Regions from separate parts of the Mus musculus genome. Here region 2 is linked to region 1. A link is a contact called in public Micro-C data. All regions are on one chromosome and are shown on one strand. Each heading gives the region's core, a stretch centred on a gene start, on an enhancer-like site or on the middle of the called end of the contact. The rest is flanking DNA. Distances are from core to core; before and after follow the strand shown. Region 1 holds the start of Syndig1 (synapse differentiation inducing 1). Region 2 overlaps Syndig1 (synapse differentiation inducing 1).

Region 1 (5,234 bases), core at 1,061-3,560:
ATGTAAACATATTACTTTTCTAGCTCATTTTAAAAATACAATTTAACAGCAATATAATTTATTATTTTAACCAATACATTTGCTTTGTTGGATACATTCATACATTCATAATTGTATAGGCTTACAGACACCAAATGATGCTATGATTTATTTGTATAATGTGGAATCACCGAATATTCCTCCCCTCAGTCATCCTTTTGGGAATAGATTTTGAAGTCTTTCCCAAACAAGGCCTCCAGGACTCTGAGAAACAAGGAGGAGGCGGCCAAGGCCAAGGGCATCTCTCTACCTTTCCATATCATTGAAGATTTCTGTAATAGGAAAGTTTGAAGTGCTTCCTTCCTGCTCCCTCTTCCCTGGTACCACAGTACCCTCTCTCACTGAAAAGGGGCAGCTAATTTACTATGAGTCCTCTCTGCAGGGGCAGGCAGTGGGGGCAGGGTGAGAAGGGCATCTGATCACTTACAGAGACAAGCTTGTCCCAGCAAAAGGCTAAAGTGTTCCTAGGTGCGAGAGAAGGAAGCAAAGAGGAAAGAAAGATGCTTTCTCACACATCCACAGGCCCCGCACCTGTGGTCTAAAACTTCGAAACGGCGGTCAAAGGCATGAGCAACTTCTCTGAAAATTCCCCTCAGCTTCTCCCCTCCTCCAAACAGACACCAGGCTACAGACACTTTTATCAGGACCCCCTTTCCCCTCTTTGAAACCACTTCTCTGCAAACACCCAAGCTGCAGACACCTTGACAAAGAAAAATCCACAGGCTCTGAGATATGTTAGGAGGTTGTTACCCCCTGCACCGTCCCCCCCTCCATCCCCCACACCGCTCAAGCTGCAGGTCTGCGCAGTTCGCAGCCTGATGGTTACCACCTCGCGGCTCTGCAGAAGAGGGCCCTAGAGATGCATGTCCCGCTGCCTGATTCTAAACAGAAAAACAGCCCCTAGGTATTTGTCAGACCCCTACGTCCCCCAAACAGCTAAACTGAGACCACTGTTTGCTGCACCAAAAACCCTGGTGAGACTATGAAAGACACAGGCAACCCAGTTCTTGCCCGCAGCGCAGAGGCGCCACCTCCACATCAAACACCGCAGGAGTGTGGTGCGCACCTTAAGTCTGAGGCACCGTGTGCCTGCGCTTCTGCTAGCAGAACACCCCACAGAAAATGAGGAATACCAGAAGACCCCTTCTTGTGGTCCTTTAGTAAAGCCAACCAACCCTTATCCTACTTGCCCAAAGCTCAACTGAAGGTTCCTCCACCACACCGCTAGGGTCCAACAAAACAGGCACATGCCCAAAGCCCTTCTTTCTTAAGAAAAGTGTCCAACTCCATGGATGCTCCACTCTCTCCAGTATTTACAGAGAGGACACGAATGAAGTGTAGAAATCACGCCCAGAGACAACAAAATTAGAATCTGAACCCTTTAATCGCATCTGCTTGCGCCCATCTCGGCGCCAGGACTGGCGGCTCCGAGGCTGCAGACTGTCGCGCTGCCAGGGACCGGACAGCTCATAAAAACCGGTCTCGTTTTGGATGGAGGTGAAGGGTTCTAGAAGTCCGGTCTTCCGCTCAGGTAACCGATTGTGCACCCACCCACCCCAATCCTGATGCTCTGGAACTCTACATTCTCTTTCCCCTCGGCCCTTTGCTTTCCTGTCCCATGTGGACCTCACTGACTGCCACCTCCGCGGATGCCTTTCTCGCCAGCCCCTCTTGGACTCAGCTAGGTAGCTCCAGGGACTGGTCGGTATCATCTAGGTGTTCCAGTACACCGGCCTGGCCCCCAGCAGCCTGGCTTTGCCGAACTCAAGACACAGACGCACTAGCTCTAACCGACGTCGCACAGCAGCCCCTTCACGCCGCCTGGGTACCCAAGGTGGCAAGGCGCCAAGTCGCACCCTGGGCCGGTATTACCAGTTCCTGTCCTCTCTGCATCTTCCCCGTCAGGCGCCATCTCCCCTCTCTCGGGGCGACACTGTGTCTCCCTAGTCCGGCCACTGCGACCCTTCAGGACTTACCGCGGCCGGCACACCATCACCGCCGCCTGGTCTGCGCGCTGCGAGGCGGAGCAGGACACCCGCCTGCGCCAGGGCATCCTCTCGCGCCCGCCACACCCGCCCACTCCGGTGGCCCGGGGTCCTCCCGCGCAGCTCTGGTGCTCGGGACTTACCTCCGGGACAAGGTGACCCGGCTGGTGCGCCCAGGCGGCCGCCCGCGCGTCTCGAGAGCCGGGAAGCGTGAGGGGCGCGGGGCGGTGCGGAGCCCGCCTCTGCTTCTGGGCTCGTGGCTCTCCGCCTCTGCCCTCCCCTGCGCGCAGCTTCCCCCGCCGCTCCCCTCCTTGGATCACTGCCAGCGCCCTGGGCTGCCCCGAGCACACAGTTCCCGAGAGCCGAACACAGGGCTGCGGCGCCACCCTTCCAGAACCCGGTCCTCTTGGCCCCTAGGAGCACAAAGGGCGCGGGCTGAACTAGGGGTGACCCGGGATGTGCCGTTCCACTCTTTGGTCTCGCGGAGCCTGGCGACTTGTGTGCAAGAGTATGCGGCCGCGGTCCCCGGGAGAAGGTGGCCGTGAGGAAGAGGAGGGGGAGAGAGAGCGGCAGCACACGAAGGTGGCCACTAACTTTGCTCCAGGCTAGCTGTGCCCTCGCCAGTGATAGCGGCTGGCGGGTGGCCGGGGGCTAGTGTCTGGAAACGTTGGGGCGACTGAGATGGGGGAAGGGGGACTGCCACTGGGAACTAGGAGGACAAGAATTAGCCGCCGACTGTGGAAACGGTGGCTTCCCTTGGTCCTAAAAGACCTCCCAGGCTCCAGGTCGACTTGAGGTTCAGAAGGTTTCTCTGGACACTGTAGGTTCAGAGAAAGACCCACGTCCTGACCAGCAGAAGGAATAAAGACAGAGACCAGCCTGAAATCGGTACTCTGGGACTCAAGCCTGTAGCTCGGACCAACACCATTGTAGGTGCACTGCGGGTGGCCCCATGGTAGTTGCTGTGGAAGGAAACTGGGCCGACGACGCCTTGGGGGTGGGGCAGAGTGGTGGCTTGGAGTAGGTCGAGGAGAGCCCTAGTAGAGCCGCCTACGAAGACAATCTACATTTCAAACGTTGGGGAAAATCATGCTCGAGTGGGCGTGTTTTCCTTACAGATTTTATAGAGAAGGAATTAGAAAATTCGCCAAAAAGAGGATCAAAAGTTGTCTTATCTGAATGACCCCCTTTCAAAACAAGGGAAAATTCACCTTGCTTCAGCTCTCCCAAACCCAAACTTTTTCTCCCTGGGGAGTCAACATTGCTAATTCCCTAGTGGTTCCTTGGATCTATAGCTATCTTGTATAGATTCCTGCCCCTTGCCTCAAAACCAAGATTTTGCCCCCAGAAACTGCCGCATCTAGCCAAGTAGAATTTGGAGTGTCAGAGTTGGAGGTAGCTCAAATCCTGCCTGGGAGCCCTGTGCAGCACTTGGCTTCTGGGGACCTTTAGCTGTACATAGAAAACAAAAAAATCAGATTTGGATGGCTTAGGAAGGAGGTTGAGCTGATTAGTGGACCCAGGTGTGTTCAGAGAAGCTCCTTGCTTGGGTTCATCTGAACGTCTTCTTTACATCTAAATATCACACTCATTCTCAACTTCTGCAGCAGCTAGGCACCTGGCTTTCTTCTACTGGTTGCTCTGAGCTCCAGGCAGCTCTTTTATCTGGGACAGCCTGAAAAGGACATTGTGAGTATCCCCCATTTAGTATCTCTTAAATTAACAGAAACTGTCAGCCTTACCTCTCTCTGTAAAACAGCTTATGGTCTCTGGTTCCTTCCTGAACAGAACATTCTCTGCTCTCCTGTGAACTGCTAGGCTGAGCATCCATTGTTAGAGCCATGCAGGATGCAGAATCAACACTGCTGTTTGTCTATTGAAGAGATGGAGACTTGAAAGGCTGAGAGAGTCTTGTCTCCCAAACTGCCGGGGTCACCTACAACTATAATTCATTCTCTGTGTCTAAGCCAAGCTATCTTGGTAGTCAGCCTTTAGGTTGCCTTAGAGGTTCACTTGGGTTTGCCAGAGCATCTGCTTGGTTTACAACTGCTAGAATTTTAAAGCGAGTTTTCCCCCCAAAATTGCAGTCAGGTAACTTGTCAAATGTAGGGTTAAGACTCACCATGGATCCCAACTGTCTCTGTGTTACCTCCAAATAGAACAATGGCCTCCAGGGTTGAGTCCCTGTGACCTGCCTCTATGTGTTAGATATTGCGAAAATTTTCCATGGATGATTTACTGGGTCTGCATAGGAACACAGGCATTTATTCACAGATGGACAGCATTTTCCAGCCTTTGGTTGTCTGGATAGGTAGGTAGATAGATAGATAGATAGATAGATAGATAGATAGATAGATAGATAGATAGTATGTGTGTTTCTGTGTGTGTGGTGTGCGTGTTTGAATTTCTGAGATAATGTCAAAGACTTATTTTTCTTAATCTACATTATCCACTTTGCCACTTAATATGTTACTTTCTAATTGTAGACTGGATGTTCGCCTCTCAGTTGAAGCTGGGATTTTTATTGTGTTTTAAAAGAAATTTACACTTCCTAGTTGAGAATCATGTATTAAGAGGGATCTCATCTATTACTGTTAGAGGATAGAATACCTCAGTTAATCTGGAATACAGCACACATGTGAGCCAGTTTTTCCTACATGCAAAGTCATAGTGGTTCAGAATGTGATTGTAGCGATTTTGATAAAATATAGCAGTGAAATAAAGGTTTTCAAGAAAATCAGTGAAGAGTTGTCATGTATCAGGCTACAACAGGACACCACAGAAATTGCTAATCTCCAGGAAATTGGCTAACCTTCTCAACAATGCTTATCTCTTAGAGGAGATTACAGAATTCTCAGAGATTTGTGAGGTGAGTGGGGCCAGTTCCTGTGTTGTGAGGAACTGTCACTCAGGTGCTGAACAAGCTGTCAAGCCTTTGGATAGCAGAGATAGGGGACGTGATAAGGAGAATACAGATTTAAGAGTTTTGTTGTTGGTTTCTTGTTAGATAGAAACCACTTCTAAGTGTGTATTTAACTAAAAAGCTCTAAAATTGAAGATTATTAAAAGTATCAGGATGATTTGTGCCATGTGTTTAGGTGTCAACAGCTCTCATCCAAAAATCATCTTTAATAGAAATGTTTAACCTTCTCTAGTTGATCAAAATACCAAGGCAGATAAAATAAGATTGCAACCAATTATAAAGCTATG
Region 2 (5,234 bases), core at 1,761-4,260, 150 kb before region 1:
TTGCAAGTCCAATGGGCCTCTCTTTCCAGTGATGGCCGACTAGGCCATCTTTTGATACATATGCAGCTTGAGTCAAGAGCTCCGGGGTACTGGTTAGTTCATAATGTTGTTCCACCTATAGGGTTGCAGATCCCTTTAGCTCCTTGGGTTCTTTCTCTAGCTCCTCCATTGGGAGCCCTGTGATCCATCCATTAGATGACTGTGAGCATCCACTTCTGTGTTTGCTAGGCCCCGGCATAGTCTCACAAGAGACAGCTACATCTGGGTCCTTTCGATAAAATCTTGCTAGTGTATGCAATGGTGTCAGCGTTTGGATGCTGATTATGGGGTGGATCCCTGGATATGGCAGTCTCTACATGGTCCATCCTTTCATCTCAGCTCCAAACTTTGTCTCTGTAACTCCTTCCATGGGTGTTTTGTTCCCAATTCTAAGGAGGGGCATAGTGTCCACACTTCAGTCTTCATTCTTCTCGAGTTTCATGTGTTTAGCAAATTGTACCTTATATCTTGGGAACTTCTATATTTTCAAATATACCAAGCTACCTGAGGTAATTATCACTCATTATTCTTTTGTGTTTCTCTGTGCTGGGGATTGAACTATGGCTCTTGTGCTTGATCCTGTGTCCATTTTCTGTTGTGAAATCTGGAAAAGAGTTACGGGGTGGGGTTGGGGAGCTATAACGTGAATATTTTGAATACCACATTTTACAGATTTCACATTGAAGCTATACTGCTTCTTGTTTGAAGTTGGGGTAACCTAAGAAACAGTCTTGTATGGACATCCTGTCATGGTGGGTACGAAGTGCTTTGTACATAATTGCCAAAGCTCAGGGAACTTAAGTACTGACTGAGTCTTATAAATAAAATTAGTAGAAGCTCAGAGGACACCAGGATGCAATGCAGATTATGGCAAGGGGTCTAATTGACTTTCAAATTTATGAAGCAACTTCACCAAAGGGTTTGAGAGAGAAGGTTTTGACCTAAGTAGCTTTGGAAATGAGGTGACTTTGAGGACTAAGGGAAAAGAACCCACACATGTTTTGTATTTGGGCTCTTTTCTGGGAAGATATTAGTCAATAATATGAAGCCCCCAGTTAATATGGAAGAGAACAACTGAGGGATTCTCACTGCAGAACCAGGGCGCTGCAAGGAAACAAGGAAAGATGGCTGTTGTGATACATGATAGTGGGCACGGAGTTGGAGGCATTACTATGGATGGACTCAAGTTTAGACTGATATAGACAAAGGTGGATGTAAATATGTGCATGTATTCAAAATAAGTATAAATGTAGAAATATGTATACATATTTAAAACTACAAATACTCTCTACAGATGTAGTCACATGACTAAGTATGAACATTTATCTCCTAGTTTTGTCACAGGGAGGGCTGACAATCAGCAGTTATTGTCCAGATCTTGGTTTCTTACACTGTTATCCAGTAAAAGCTAAGGTTCTATGAAGAAACAGCTAATTCTAGAGCTTGAACAGGGAAGATGCACATCAGCGATTCTGAGGTTGTACATTATTGTACATCAATACTGGGTGAACTGGAAGCAACTACTTATAGTGAAAAAAGACAAACTCTTGAGAGGAAAGGATGTCAGTTAGACATAGGGTCTGGTTTCAAATAATCCCAAATGGCCAAAGCAACAAGGCAACAGAGATTGTAAGGCAAGAATAAAATAAAAATGCAACACTTCACATAATTGCTCCTTAAATTTGTCCTACTTATTCACCATGGATTATATTGGCTAAAACTTCAATAGGGATGCACAGAGTAAAAAATCTACTGAGGTTGAAACTTTAGAGAGGTATTTTGTCCTCAACAGTACCAGGACAATATTTCAATTTGTTCCTACAAGTAGCATGGTGTCCCTGTCAGGCAGGCCAGCAAGCTGATGTAGAGTTATACCATACCCTCCTCTGAGCCTGAAGGCATCAGAAGGCTCCTTAACATGCAAAGGCCCTGCCTTAGGTACAGATGTGCCTTGGTCTCTCCATTCCCAGCTGTGTCCCCCAAGTCTATAACCTACATTGTCAATGCCCTATGGGAAGCCCTTAGTAGCACTGGATCTAAATGGCACAGATTTCTGGTGGGGTGTGCAGCTTATCCTGACTGCTTTATCACCTTGTTGGTCACAAGCTCAGTCACATTTTCTCTGACTCCCTTTCCCTGATCCAGAATGGCATCTCTTCTGTTCATGTTTCAGACAATGTATGTTTCTGTGATCCTAGGTAAGGCCTCTGTGGTCTCTCCACAAGGTGGTGCATCCTTGCCTCTACTTACCATTCGATTTGATCATTCTCCAAAGATGATCGCTTCACTATTGCCATGAAGAAGATGGCCACAGAGCTGCCTCCAGGTTGGACTGTGTAGTATCTTAGCACAGATGCCTCTGGCTCTCCTTGTTACTTATATTCCATCACTGACACAGTTCTCATTCTGAAGTTGGAAGTGGAAACTGTCATGGGCCCTGATGAGAGTCACCAAGAGCCCTTTATGCTGAAGTCTTAGCTTCTGCTTGCCCAATTAATGTGACTCATCTTGACAATTGCTAGTCTCCTTTTCCTGATTTCAGTAGCAACCATATGCACTGATGTTCATCTTAACATGCATTTAAAACACACAGATTTTATTTTCTGTTTCCACCGTATTACTGTTCTCACATGTCTGCATGCCTATCAGGTAGTACCCCTTCTTTGAATAATCCATTTCCATACCTAGAATAGACAGATATGGTGATGACATGGTTTCTGAAGTTAAGGGATATAGGTCTTACTCTATAGGCAGCCACCCTGCTGTCTTCTTGTGGTAAACTGGAGTTACTCCATAACCTTCTGATTGCCCTTGCATTGCAGCCCCAAGGAGAAATTCCTTCAATTTTCATATGAATAGCCTGTTTTTCATCCACAATTCCCAGCAGATAATAGGGTGTGACTCTCTGATAGGGTATTGTCATGGATGACTTGCCCCCTCTCCTGTGTTAATGGAGGAGAAAAGAGTTTGCATTTACCTTTCAGAACCTAGAAAGTGCCCTCCCCTTGAGCACTCCTGCTGCACTAAGCACACAGCTATACTCTGGTTATCTGTGTTCGTCTTCTTGAGCTCAGGGTAGGTACTGTGGGTTCACTTGTAATATTTTCTCCTGGATTTTGCCCTTCTTATCCTTTTCCTCCCTATCACTGCTGCTGCTTTACCTTGCTCTGTGATGGTTCTTAAGCCATGCACAGTCATGGAGTCTTTGGCTTTGGGACCCAGCGGAAGGGCTGCTATGTACACTCTGCTTTCTCGCTTCAAATGAGGGGTGAACTTCAGCTATTTTACTCAAGTGACCCATTCACTTCCACCTTTCATAACTGCATGAGGCAAGACAATGTACCAGCTGGAAGTAAAACTTCTTTGGACATTTTAGCCTTGGCCATTTACCATCTTTTGCCTTGACAGAAGCATTTAAGCAGGTCACAACAGTTTCCAAGGTGTTTTTATGATTGTCTAGGATTGCATCCACAGAGTCCTGACAGTAGGAAGTAGAGTGGTAGTTGGAAATAAGGAGGTCCAGAGGGAGTCAAATGACCTCTACCAGCTGGCTACTTTTATTGTTATTCTATAGCCAGCTGTGCCTATTCTCACCCCTCTACATGGATGCTGGGTCTTTGCAGAATACCTGCAGGCTGAGCACTTGCTCTGCTTTTTGTCTTCTTTCTGGGATGTCTGCCCTCTCCATTTAAATAACAGAAATTTAATAGTTTGAAAGAGGTCACATCCAGGGAAATCAGCACTTGGGATAACTCTTGTGATAGAAGTCTGAGGACTCTATACTGTGCTGGAATTTCCTAGGTTAGCAATATGCTCCATAAAAAGGATCTCAAATTAGCTGGGACCTTGGAGGACAAAAACAGAGGTCTCCTTTGCAGGCCTGCTTTTCTATTGTCGAGTTTCATGGATTTTACCTAGAAGAGTTGTTCCAATGAAGGGAGGAGGGCAGATAAACACATATCTCCAGGTAGAAAGGACAAGGTCTTCTTGGTCAACAGTTCTCCAGGAGAACAACCAGGCAATGGCTGCTGTTAGAAGCAAATGCCCAAGTGACTGGATAGTCTTTAGAGGCCTTCATGAAAGCTTATAATTTACACCTGTGTCTCAGAGACATCCTAGTATACTTACACAGTTTTGATAGGCTTTTTTCCCCCCAGTACTTAGTCACTTTCCAGCTATAAAGATGAAGGGAGCTAATTTTCTACCAACACGGAAGAGTTCCATTTCCAAAAAGAGGAGAGTAAACATTTTCTCTTTGTAAGTTGACTATCTCAGTCATTTGTCTACACAGTGGAAGACTAACACATGAGTTAACTGTGAAATATCAGAACACACAGCAACTGTTGCTATCAGTCCAAAATCTGAGAATGCCTACAAGTGCACACATGCACACTTGCACATACACAAAGGAGAGGAAGAGGAAGAGAAGGAGGGAGGGAGGAATACTTGGGAAGAAGGGCACTGGCAGGAAAAGAAGGGAAATAAAGAGGATAATGGTGGTAAATATGACCACAATACATTTTATACATGTATGAAAGGTCAAAAGTAAAAATAAATAAATAAAATATACAATACAAAAATATTAGAAAGAAAAAAATGGGAATTATAGTATAGTACAGTCTTCTGAGCAAAAATACTGAGATGGAGAAAGTATGTCCTATCTCATGAAAATGAATTGTTGACACATTCCTAGAGGAGAGATATGCATGACATATTATATTTGATGTGTCTCTGTGTGTGTATATATATATATAGTATGTGTGTGTGTGTGTGTGTTTGTATACATTCATGGAAATAGCAAGAATGGTGGTCAAAGTAAGCAGAAGAGGTCACCCACCTGAGCACCAAATACCACGTGTATATGGAACTAGTAAGACCCAGTATCACACAAAGTGGGTAACTGGTAATAAAATATAAAGCTTGTATGAATAATTGCATTGGTGTGGTTATGCAAAAGTTTGTGTTATATTAATGCAATAAAATCAAAGTTTACAATCAGGTATTCCTTTGGTTGGCTTCTTCCCCAAGATGTATTTCCAATTTAAAAACTTAAATAATTACCAGTTTAAAAAAAAAAGAAAGAAAGAAAACTGGGAGAAAGGCCTGAATAGCACAGGTTCTGCTTACTCTACATTCTATTTGGAATAAGTGGCAGTGCCCCTTGGGTCTCAGGCCTGTCTTTAGCACATCAACAA

The links. Hi-C and Micro-C count contacts between places; a contact is called where the count stands out from the background.
Region 2: a contact with region 1 is called in a Micro-C map of embryonic stem cells, with 3 times the contacts expected there. The contact joins the enhancer-like site here to the promoter of Syndig1 in region 1. A contact is called at or near these places in 6 of 39 promoter capture datasets (cranial neural crest, embryonic stem cells, hippocampal neurons and 2 more), 18 of 484 Hi-C or Micro-C datasets (cerebellar granule neurons, cerebellum, cerebral cortex and 5 more), 16 of 115 datasets of contacts at active chromatin or transcription factors (PVALB interneurons, SST interneurons, embryonic forebrain and 2 more) and 3 of 9 other capture datasets (adipose tissue, embryonic stem cells and liver).

Annotation. Positions count from the first base shown.
Region 1 is chr2:149,827,859-149,833,092 of GRCm38.p6, reverse strand. It overlaps Syndig1 (synapse differentiation inducing 1), which reads right to left and starts at 2,310. Exons shown (of 4, transcript NM_001085521.2): 1 at 2,168-2,310.
Region 2 is chr2:149,981,002-149,986,235 of GRCm38.p6, reverse strand. The region is part of intron 3 of Syndig1 (synapse differentiation inducing 1); the gene reads right to left. Among named protein-coding and RNA genes, the nearest start is that of Syndig1, 150 kb to the right of the region's middle. Within about 2 kb of position 3,010, at least 6 of the 459 cell types and tissues checked have an H3K27ac peak or open chromatin away from gene starts, as enhancers often do. A contact at or near this core is called in embryonic stem cells and stem cell-derived epiblast-like cells, where this site is marked.